Regions from separate parts of the Rattus norvegicus genome. Here region 1 is linked to region 2. The links are chromatin contacts, called in public Hi-C maps. All regions are on one chromosome and are shown on one strand. Each heading gives the region's core, a stretch centred on a gene start, on an enhancer-like site or on the middle of the called end of the contact. The rest is flanking DNA. Distances are from core to core; before and after follow the strand shown. Region 1 has its middle 37 kb from the start of Med4. Region 2 holds the start of Rb1 (RB transcriptional corepressor 1).

Region 1 (5,377 bases), core at 1,861-4,360, 160 kb before region 2:
TTTACTGATCTCCTTACTAAGGAGGAAACAGGGTCACAGCAAGATGAGGTCATAAGCCTATTGTCATAGAACCAAGGCCTGAAATTTTCTAGCACAAGAGTTCAACATGTTCGTGACCATTCTCTGAAATAAGTTGGCTCAGGAAGAACGCATCCCAGTACACTTACCCTTATATAGACAGTGTGGCCTGCAGTCAGCCCCCTTCTGTGAGCCAAGGATAAGATTTCCCTGGATAGGCAGTATCCCTCACACAGCGTCAGGAGTCTTCCACTTACAGGAGCCAGCCTGGTGCTTCAGAGACCACCATGTGGAACCTTGGGTTACATATGCATCATGTTGCTGCCCAGATTGGTTATTTGAGTCCTCAGTGCCTCTCACCCATGGTTGGAAACTGGGTTGTTTCTGCATGACAGCTCTCTCTGCTCTAGATGAATGCAAGAAGGACTAATGATTGGCAACACACGAAGAGCTTCAAGCCTCGAACCAGAACTAACTGAACTTTCAGAGAACGCAAGACTCTGGCTGTGGCATGTAAATGAACAGGGAGGTAGAATACTCTTCCCCTGCCTTTTAAAATTTTTTTAAAAAGATATTCTTGATCTAAATGCTGGCTTCTCTTTGAGCACAACAGCAGGTGGCCTACTGTGACTGTCCACATTCTTTTCCAGACAGAGTGCACAGCTCCAGGGAGGGACAGCTGTCTGGTCTGGTAGAATTAGGAGATGCCAATATTGTCTGGGACTTCTCAGACTTCCAGAGATAAGTATTCTTAATTCAGAGGAAGGCCCTTTAAGCCAAGATTTTGAAAGCAGTGTCTTATTTTTAAAAATTGATTAAAAGAACTGGGCCCTCTCCAACGAAACCTTTAACCTAATAGCAAGTACCAAGCCTTGGTATTCAATTCCACTGATAGAGATCTAACTGATAACACCAAGGGCAAAGCCAAGTGCACTTCTTTTTAAATATAGTGATTGACAAGGAGAAGCAAGAGGACATCTGCAACAAACAGAATGAGTGGAGGAGTCTTGGCTAAAGATATGATAAAAGACCAGTCAGTGACCATAGGAAGAAAGCCAGTGTTTTCACAAAGGAGAGGGTCTGATCAATCCATGCCATGTGTGTCATGAAATTTCCCTTCATGTTTCCAAGCATAGGATTAGAAGTTATCGATCTATGTCTCAAGTCAAACCAACAAAAACCAGGAGGGTGGTCAAAGTCACTTAGCTCTGTGGCTGAAGTTCAAGTTCTAGGCACAGGATCAGAATGAGCCCAGTCATACCTCCCTAAGCGTGAGAAAGGCAGCAAGGCCTGTAGGCTAACAGGGGAAATGTCAGTGGGAGCTGAGGCGGATATTCAGCATCATTGAGATCATGAATGGATGGGCGCCATTTACAGAAAGGGCTGAGAGGGGAAGGGAGAAACTGGATGAGGACAGGAAATGTGCATCAGGTAGGTGATCAAGAGCAGCTGGTGTAGAGAGCCTCACAGCTCGGACAGCATCAACAGCAGGTGATGTGAGTCAGGCCATGTCTAACAGGGGCCCTGAACCAGTTTCTGCAAAATTCAAATGTAAGAGACTTTGAGATATGAACCACCATACCCAAGTCAAACACTGAGAATCCTACTACCCACTCTAGATAGAGTCTCCCTATACAGCTCTGTCTGGTCTTGAACTCACAAACATCCACCTGCCTTTGCCTCCTGAGTGCTGGGATTAAAGGAGCCCTGCCTCCTTTCTTAAAAAATATTCTTGAGCAGTTTCATACCTGTATATAATATATAATGTATGTATATCTATATTATGTATAAAATCATAACCTGTATATCATATAATATGGTTCTATTACCCCCTTCCCCCACCCCACCCCTCACCCCAAACAAGTCTGCCTCCCACTGCCTCTTTGCTTTTGCTTTTGCTTTCGTTTTTTGTTTTAGTTTTATGTCCCCAACCCAGGAGTTCTTATAAAGAAAAGGCAGTTTTGCTAGAACTGTGATACTTTACTGTTTTGGCATGTCTGATCTTCAACACAGTCGTCGAAGTCCTGCTTTTGGCAAGTTCTTCTTTTGTTTTGTTTTGTTTTTTGTTGTTGTTGTTTAGAGATTTCTAGATTTATTTACTTCATTTTTAAGTGTATGAATGAATATATTGGTCTTTTGTTTTTTCAAGACTGGGTTTCTTTGTGTAACTTTGACTATTCTGGAAGTCACACTGTAGACTAGTCACACTGCTGGCCGAGAACTCACAGAGATCTGCCTGCTTCTGCCTCCTGAGTGTTGGTATTAGAGGAGTGGGCCACTACTACACAGTCATGAATATTTTGTCTCTATGTATGTATGTATGTGTATCATGTTCATGCCTGGTGCTCACAGAAGTCAGAAGAGGGTGTTGGATCCCCAGAAGTAGTTATAGATGGTTGTGAGCTCCCATGTGGGTGCTAGGAATCGAACCCAGGTCCTCTGAAAGAGCAGCAGGTGCTCTTAACTGCTGAGCTTGCCAGCCGCCTTGACAAGGAATCATCTCCAGTCATTTCATATGGATACGTTCATGTGTTTGTGAGAAAAATAGCCATGGGGCTGGTGCTCCAAGTTATCTGGGCCAGCATTTATTTATAGGAGCGAAGGATGGCTTCCTCATTCATATTTCTAAGACTGATCCACCCAGTCCCAGATTCAATAGAAGGAAGGGTGGAGTAGGCCCACAGACTTTGCCAATGCACTAATACTTTGCACCCTAACTATTAAGTATGGCAGTTGAGCAATGCTTTAGAAACCCCAGGCCTGATTTAGGCAGAGGGAATGGATAGGAGAACTTCTTCTCTGTCTGGAAAGCTGTGTGCACTGTGCCTACAACCTGTGAAAAGCAGCAACACAGAGACAGGAGCTGTGTGCTTGTGGCCTCTTTAAACTGATCAGGTAATCCGAAATACAGTTTTGAGGATAGCAGTTCACGCAACTTCCACACAGGCATCCTGGAGCCTCAGCTTGGAAGGGCGATTCTCAGGCTTTCATTTTTGATTCTTCTGCTATCTCCACACCCACTTCCTGAGTTAAGCCTCTCCCAGTTGTCCCCGCCCACCGCCCTCCTTTGTTCTTTGGTCTCTTACACCCACACACTGGTAATTGGGCTGGGAACATCTGTCTTCCCAGCAGCTCCTCCCTCCCAGCCTTGCATAGCATATGCGTACAACAAGGCTGAGTTATGGTAGAGCAGTAGAGGCCTGCCTGTCTCAATTAATGTCTGCATCATTTTTAAGCTTGCGTGAGAAGGTTTCCATGGCTAACACTTTTCAAAAGAGGTTAGCCCCCAACCATAAACTTATTTCCGTTGCTACTTCGTAACAGTAATTTTGCTACTGTTATGAATCAGAATGTAGATATGTGTTTGCTGACAGTCTTAGGTAACCTTGTGAAAGGGTCATTCTAACCCCCAAAGGGGTCCAACCCACAAGCTGAGAAAACTGTCATAAAGTGTAATTAATTTTTTTGAGGATCGTAGATTTCACTGTGAAACATCAGGAATGGCACTTGGCAGATAGAAGGAAAAGAAGAATAACTAACCAAGGAGAATGAGAGGACTGGTTTGTGTGGTCCGAAACCCACACTGCTGTGAAGAAATCACCTGCTTTGCTTCAGGTCCTGCCCTTAACAATGAAATATCTGACCGTAACATCTGACAAGCCAGGAAGGCTGTTCACCCTGCAAGGTGGCCGTTGAGCATCCCTGCAAGGAGCAAATCCCTGTTAAGGGAACGGCCCAAGGCCTCCATCTGGCTAAGGATATTTGACTTTTTAATGACAAGTGCCAAGGGCAGCCAATCATCCCAGGTGTCAAGCAGGGGCCCTGGCTTGATTAAACTCTCCCAACTTCAGAGGCTGTCTCTGGCTTAGAACAAACGGTCAAGGGAAACGGCTTTTAGCAGAGTTCTCACAAAGCAAGGATGAAAAGGAATATTCCAAAGTGGAAACAGTGACCTTTCTGGCATTATTCCCAAAAGGAAAAGCCAAAGGCGCAACCTCAGGAAGGCACGTGCTGAGCACCCACAGGAACCCTGACTTCCAGGGAACGCTGCATCCTGCCCCTCAGCCTCAGCGCACAGCCTGAGCATCTGTTTTGATCATGTTCCGTGCAACTGATCAGCCTGAGAGCTGCAGAGCAACACTGACGGGGAGACTGAAGAGCCTGGCTACGGACGCCATCTGAATGTTAAAGCACAAAGCAGAAGGGAACCATACCAGGAACATCAAACAAATCTCACATCAGGACGGGGAGATGCTCAGTGGATAAAGGTGCTTGTCGGCAAGTCTGACAAGCCGAATTTGAGCCCCTGGACCTGCATGGTAGAAGGAGAGACACCCCTCACACCCACATGCTTACACGGGCTCACATGCGAGCGCACACACATTCTTGCATGCACCCATGCGTACACACATGAGCACACACACTAATAACTAAAATGGAATTAAAAAAAAAAAAGGAAACAAAAACTCCTAATCCTTTTGAAAAACAAAATGGGCCTGAAACACACAGCATAGCCATAGACAAAACTCATCATTAACGAAGGGCACGCAGACACATGATAAAGATCTTTTCCCATAATGAAACAATATGATAAATTTCAGAATCTGAATCTGCATAATGCATTACACAAGAACCCAGGACAAAAGAGGCCTTCATGCAGGAGTGGGCCTTCTAGTGCTGTGCCTCTCTGTGTCATTCAAGGGTATGACTGAGTCAGCTTCGCTGTGTGTAGATGTCTGTGTCCAAAGGTAGGCATGCATAGCCAAGTCCACGTTCAGGTAGGGAACTTGCCTACAAAGGGAATTTAGGAGACTCGGTGCAGACATAGATTTTTACCACCAGAGGGTATTCTCCCCTCTCCTGACTTGCAGGCAAGTCTGTGTAACCAAGACTAGCCTCGAATCAGTCCTAGTTAAAAAGCCCAGACCAGACCTCAGCAAGACAGGCTCTCATTATATCCAGTTTTCTTCTTGCCCTTCTATTTTAGAGTGTTGTTTTCTTTTGGTTGAAACACACTGGCAGCAAGCCAACCTACACAAACTGTGGGAAACAGATCCCACCTCCCACCCCCGCCCTGCTGATTAAATCAAGAGGATGATCTCTGAAGAAGTTGGTCGGTGTGGCTAGCTAGCTATGAGACCATTGAAGAAGTTGGGCTGGGTAGCCTGCTATTTCTGACCATCTCCAGGGGGACAAGGGTTTCAATCGACTGAGAACTTAGCAGGTCAGAGAGAAAGAACAGAAGGGATTCCAGAACCAGGGAAGCTGTCTGCTTGAATTCTGATGGAAAGTGATTTACAACTGAAAAGGGTTGGTGCCTCAGGAGAAACCAGAAAAGTCTAGAAGTTACCAGTGAGAT
Region 2 (5,159 bases), core at 473-2,972:
TGTGTGTGCGCGTGTGTGCGCGTGTGTGCGCGTGTGCATGTGTTTCTGGGTTTTGAAATCCCAGTTCCTCACATGCTAGGTAAGAATTCTATTATATTCCACACTTATTTTTGCTTTTTATTATAGGAATAAACTTACTTAGTTGCTCAGGTTGGAGTTCAACTCACTCTATAGCCAAGGCAGGACTTAAATTTGTGATTTTTTTTGCCTTAGCCTCAGAGCATTACAGCCTGAGCTACCAGGTCAACTTTGGTCTGTATGTTGAAAAGGGGTTATGGAGGAAATATTAATTCCAATGACTTCTGACACACATAGCTGACCATCAGCTTGAGGTCAGTACCAGCAGAGATGACCAATCACCCGCTCTGTTACATGTCTGAGGGCCCAGGTTCTTTTGCAGCTTGCCACAAATTACCACAGGGGCATCAGTTAGCAAGTGTCACATTCTCTGATAATTTTGAGGCAGGACTGTCATTTTTTTCAGGCCCCCTGCAGTCTATCCTGTATCTTCCTCAAACCTAGACTGCATGTAACCTAAGCTCTTGCCTAAATCTGGGACAAGGTGAACTCAACTGCTATTTTAATTCCATACATTCTCGGTGGCTGCATCAGGGCCTGGGCTCAACCTCCTGACTAACATTTGCTTCACAGGCTTCTGAAGTTAGGCAGGACTGACAATTGAAGGAGGTCTGTGTATCCTTCACACATGTCAAGGCAGAGAATAAGCCCAGGTTTGCAACCTACCCAATGAAGTTCCTGCTTCCTCAGCTTTTGCTCAGCTGTTCCAAGATAGTTTACACCGGAACAACAACTGCTTTTTATTCACTGCACCTCAGTTAGGGAGTTGTGTGGCAACCACCAATAAGGACTGGCAAAGAGAGAAAATTACGTTGACTGACGCGTAAAAACTGTAACTAGAAAAGATAGTTGCTGAGCCAGCTTTTGGTGGCGGTAGTTCTAGTGTGCTCTTTCCCCGTGTCTGTGCGTTGGTGATATGGTGAGTCACCAAATATTACTTGGGTTTGAGTCCTCTGCCACCGACCGGCTATGTGACACAGGTAATCAACTCTCCGAACTCCCATTTCCAACACGCAAAGTGGAATGCTGGCCTCCCCAGTTTGACCGGCTGTCTCTGAGAAACAATTATGAAAGGGGGCTGGATCGCGCGCATTAACACGGCAAACTGGTTTCTGCTTTCTTTTCAAACGATTTTGTAAACGATTTTTCAAAGTTGGGTCCGCCTGGCAAGCTGATTTTCAAAAGATCCTTTCCCGTTAAGATCTGTCGGGCTTGGACCGCGCCTCCAGTTTCCACATCAAAAGACTTACTCCACACTTCACTCTGTACATCGACTATCTACCCTCGTCTCCAGAAGGCCAGTAATGGCCCCACCCTGGACCGCCCACCCCGGCCGAGCCCACCTCCCACTGGCCGGGCACGTTTGTTTTTGTTTTGCCGGCCGCGCGGGCCGGTCGAGGGGCGCGCCCTGTCCAGCGTTCTCCCAGAGGCCGCGGCTCCTAGGAGCCGGCCCGCCCCGCCTCGGCTGGCGCCGCCCACGGGGACGACGCGGGCGGAGACAAGCCCGGGCAGGCGCGGCTTCCCTGCGGCTTCCCGCCCGCGCCCTCGCTCTCGCCCGCCGCCGCCGCCACCGCCGCCCCGGTTCCCCACTGACGCCCGCGGCCCGCGAGCCTCGCGGACGTGACGCCGCGGGCGGAAGTGACGTTTTCCCGCGGTTGGCCCGGCGCTCGGTTGCCGGGCGCGTCCGGTTTTCCTCAGGGGACGTTCCCATTATTTTTGTAACGGGAGTCGGGTGAGGACGGGGCGTGCCCGGCGTGCGCGCGCGCCCGCCTCCCCGCGCGCCTCCCTCGCCTGCTCGCGCCGGCCCGCGCAGCGCGTCATGCCGCCCAAAGCCCCGCGCAGAACCGCGGCCGCCGAGCCCCCGCCGCCGCCGCCGCCGCCTCCGGAGGACGACCCCGCGCAGGACAGTGACCCCGAAGAGCTGCCCCTGATCAGGTGAGGAGCGCGGCCGCCGCGGGCCGGAGAGAAGGGAAGGGAAGGGCGCGGGGACGCGGGGCGCATCTTGGCGGGGACGCCGGGCGCATCTCGGCGGGGCCGGGCAAGCGATAGGAGCGGCGCCCGGGGTCCCCGGAGTCCCCTCGGTCCCCCACCTCCGCGGGACGGCGGCGGCGCGGTGACACGGTCCTGGGCTCGCGGGCGACGGGGAGGGCATCCCGAAGGGGTCTGGACTGCGGCTTGACAGGTGTCGGGCGGGTGGGGCTCCTGCTCCCGAGCGAAGTGACAGGTGCAGGCTCTACTCCAGCGACGCCCAGGCGCGGAGCCGGCGGGTCCTGGAGAGCCCCGGTCAGACGCAAAAACAATTGAAATAAATATTAAAACAAAAAAAAAGTCGACCGATGTTTGTCTTCTTTCTTCCTCCTTTTTTTTTCTTCCGTGGAGATCCGGAGCACCCCCGGGGTGGGTTGACTTTCTGTTTTGCAGTCCGGCGATGCAACAGTTGGGAGCCTTTCCCACTGAGTTTGCGCTGCATTGGCAGCTTGGTCCTGGGAGAGGCCAAGAAAAGCCTTGTAGGCGAAGCGCAGGGTCGTGGGTGTCAATTGCTCACGGGGTCCTCAGCTCCCGGGCTTTGTGGGGGTTTCTTTAGAACAATGCTTTGAGGCCCCGGGGATTTAAAGCCATCTGTGGAGACTGGTGGAGCATAGAAGAACTGGTATGTGGGCAAAAGTTTCAGGAGACATTTAAATGCAAGGGCTTGAAAGTTTCTAAACTTTGTTCCCTTTTTTTCAGGGTAGAGCTCTTCTTGCGTGCTGATTGGCCCGCAGCATGCTTCATTATTTCTTGCCTTTTGCCTTTGAGCAAAAGGTGCCTGTCCCCACCCCCCATCCCACTCCCCTTTTTGTTCTTTGGTACTATGTTGTCTCAAAGAACCTTTCTCTCCATTTATTAAATGGAATCTAAACTTAAGTTCATGTGGATCCAATAAGAACAACGGAGAGATATTTATTGTATTTCAACATTTTATTTTTCTTGACTGTGCTACTGTTTGATTAAGTAACAGAAATTGAAACAATATGATTGTTGTTATCGCCAACAGTAGTTTTATTTTGAGAGTATAGATCCATTGTATTGTAGTATGGGAATTGTTTTGTCTCTCACCATCCTTCCATTTCTAGCCCATCATTAAGTCCCTGACTTTATTTTTTTTAAGTACTCTGACTCTGTAACCCAGGCTTGCCCTGAGCTTTCTATTCTGCCTCAGCTTCCCAAGTTCTGGAATTGTAGGCACTCAGCACCCTGATGCACAATCAAGCTCCTTTCTTCCCATTGAGCATCAAGTCTCCTTGTGTGACCCAGACTCTTAACCGAGTTAAGGTCAAATCCTAAGGGACTGAAATGATTTTGGAAATTGCTTGTCTAAGTCTATTAAAATTCATATTAAATGGATTTTCTTGTGGATCAAATAAAAATCATGTTCTTAGAAAATAAATATAGAATAAAAACTATGTTTGGAGACTGTTCCAGGGAAAGAGTTTGCTTTTGTTTCCAATTAAACTCTGATGTATCCAGTGTGTGGAGGTTTCCCTTTTAGAAAAAGCAGTATCCTGTATTCTAAAGATTCCATGCCATCTACACAGCTTTGGACATATTGTTGATTACTATAGAGTGAACATACACATTGACGTTCTGGCCATTGCTTGGGGAGAGACAGACCCAATTTCTTTCTCTTGAATATACTTTTAACTTTGGGGAATTCTCAAAAGTTCTCCGTTGAGCTTAAACTATACCAGACATAGTTTCATCTTGGTTACTCATTACCACAGAGGTTCTCAAAAGCACTTACAGTTGATATCTGAATTACCCATAGTTACATGTGTTTCATCATAGGAATTTGCTACCTTTTCTGAACTGTGCCATTAACTTAATTTTGTGTGATCACTGCAGAATGCACTTAAACCCCAGTGATATATAGATCATTCACTGTTGCTGTCTTGCTGCAATCAAGAGAGGCTGTAAACACTATATATACAAGGCTGCTGCCAGTGTAACAAAACATACTGTTGTGCAGTAAACTTTAGTTTTTAATGATAGAAATACGCTGTAAAACAATGATAAAGCTATAGTTTAGTAGACATACAAGCCAGTAACGTAATCACTTCCAGTACTGTATCCTGAATGTCCTTGTATATATTATTCTTTCCTACAAGTGGCAGGGTAGTAGACTTGTTTGCAGCAGCAAAGTGACTGCACAAGTAGCAAATGGATTGTGCCACAATGTTAAGCTGGTTAAGATGGCCTCTAAGTGATGTTTCTATGCCATTATAATCTTACAGGACTATTGTTGCAAACTGCCTTATTGACCGAAACGTCATGTAGCGCATGACTGTTCTTAGCAAGGATAAGAGGACTGCCTCAGACTAAAGCTTAGAAAATAGCTTAGGGATGGATTCAGCCCAGTCCACTTCGAATAAGTCTACTTTGACAGCTGAGGTGTTATTTATTTTATACTATCTGCTGCCTAAGTAGTGTGGGTGAAATGGAAGCTGAGACTCGGAGACTGAAGCACTTTGATTATTGAAATATGCAGACACTAATTATGCTTTGAAGAAGGAATTGCACAGCTAGAAAAGTAGTCAGGAGCACAGCTGATGGAGTTAAGACCCATGGTTCATACCTGACTGCTTTAATTTCTCTCATGTGGTAGATGTGGGAGTACTTACCAAGTAGGGCTGATGTGGGGATTCAGTAAAACCATGCATAAGATATTTTGTGTAGGATAATAGTAAATTTTCAAGAGTTAAGTTGCTCTTCATAGTGTTGTTATTATATGTCAAAGTGAAAGGAATTAGCTATTAAGGGCTTATGGTTAAAAAGGTCAGAGAGATAGGACAGAACTATGTGGTGCAATCATTTGTATAAAGTTAATCATCATCTAAGAAATAGGAGAAGGTGGAGAGAATGTATGGATTGTGTGTGTGGTTTTTTCCTTTTTTTTTTTTTTTTTTTTTTTTTGCTGTGACAGTTGTTCTGTCTTCCCAGCATGCTTTAGCTAGTGCCCTTGCTTTGTCTCAACGCTGTCTCGCTGCTGCTCTGGATGTATGTGGTTCCCCATGCTAGCAGCTGTTCTTTACTTTGTCTCATTT

What was found. A called contact is a pair of places that touch in the nucleus more often than the background predicts.
Region 1: a Hi-C map of Schwann cells shows a contact between it and region 2, with 1.8 times the contacts expected there. The contact joins the enhancer-like site here to the promoter of Rb1 in region 2. A contact is called at or near these places in 8 of 12 Hi-C or Micro-C datasets (the A7r5 cell line, Schwann cells, frontal cortex and 4 more).

The regions. Positions count from the first base shown.
Region 1 is chr15:55,066,069-55,071,445 of GRCr8, reverse strand. It overlaps the pseudogene Tyw5-ps1. Among named protein-coding and RNA genes, the nearest start is that of Med4, 37 kb to the left of the region's middle. Within about 2 kb of position 3,110, at least 45 of the 93 cell types and tissues checked have an H3K27ac peak or open chromatin away from gene starts, as enhancers often do. A contact at or near this core is called in Schwann cells, where this site is marked.
Region 2 is chr15:54,908,420-54,913,578 of GRCr8, reverse strand. It overlaps Rb1 (RB transcriptional corepressor 1), which reads left to right and starts at 1,722. Exons shown (of 27, transcript NM_017045.2): 1 at 1,722-2,013. The coding sequence starts at 1,898.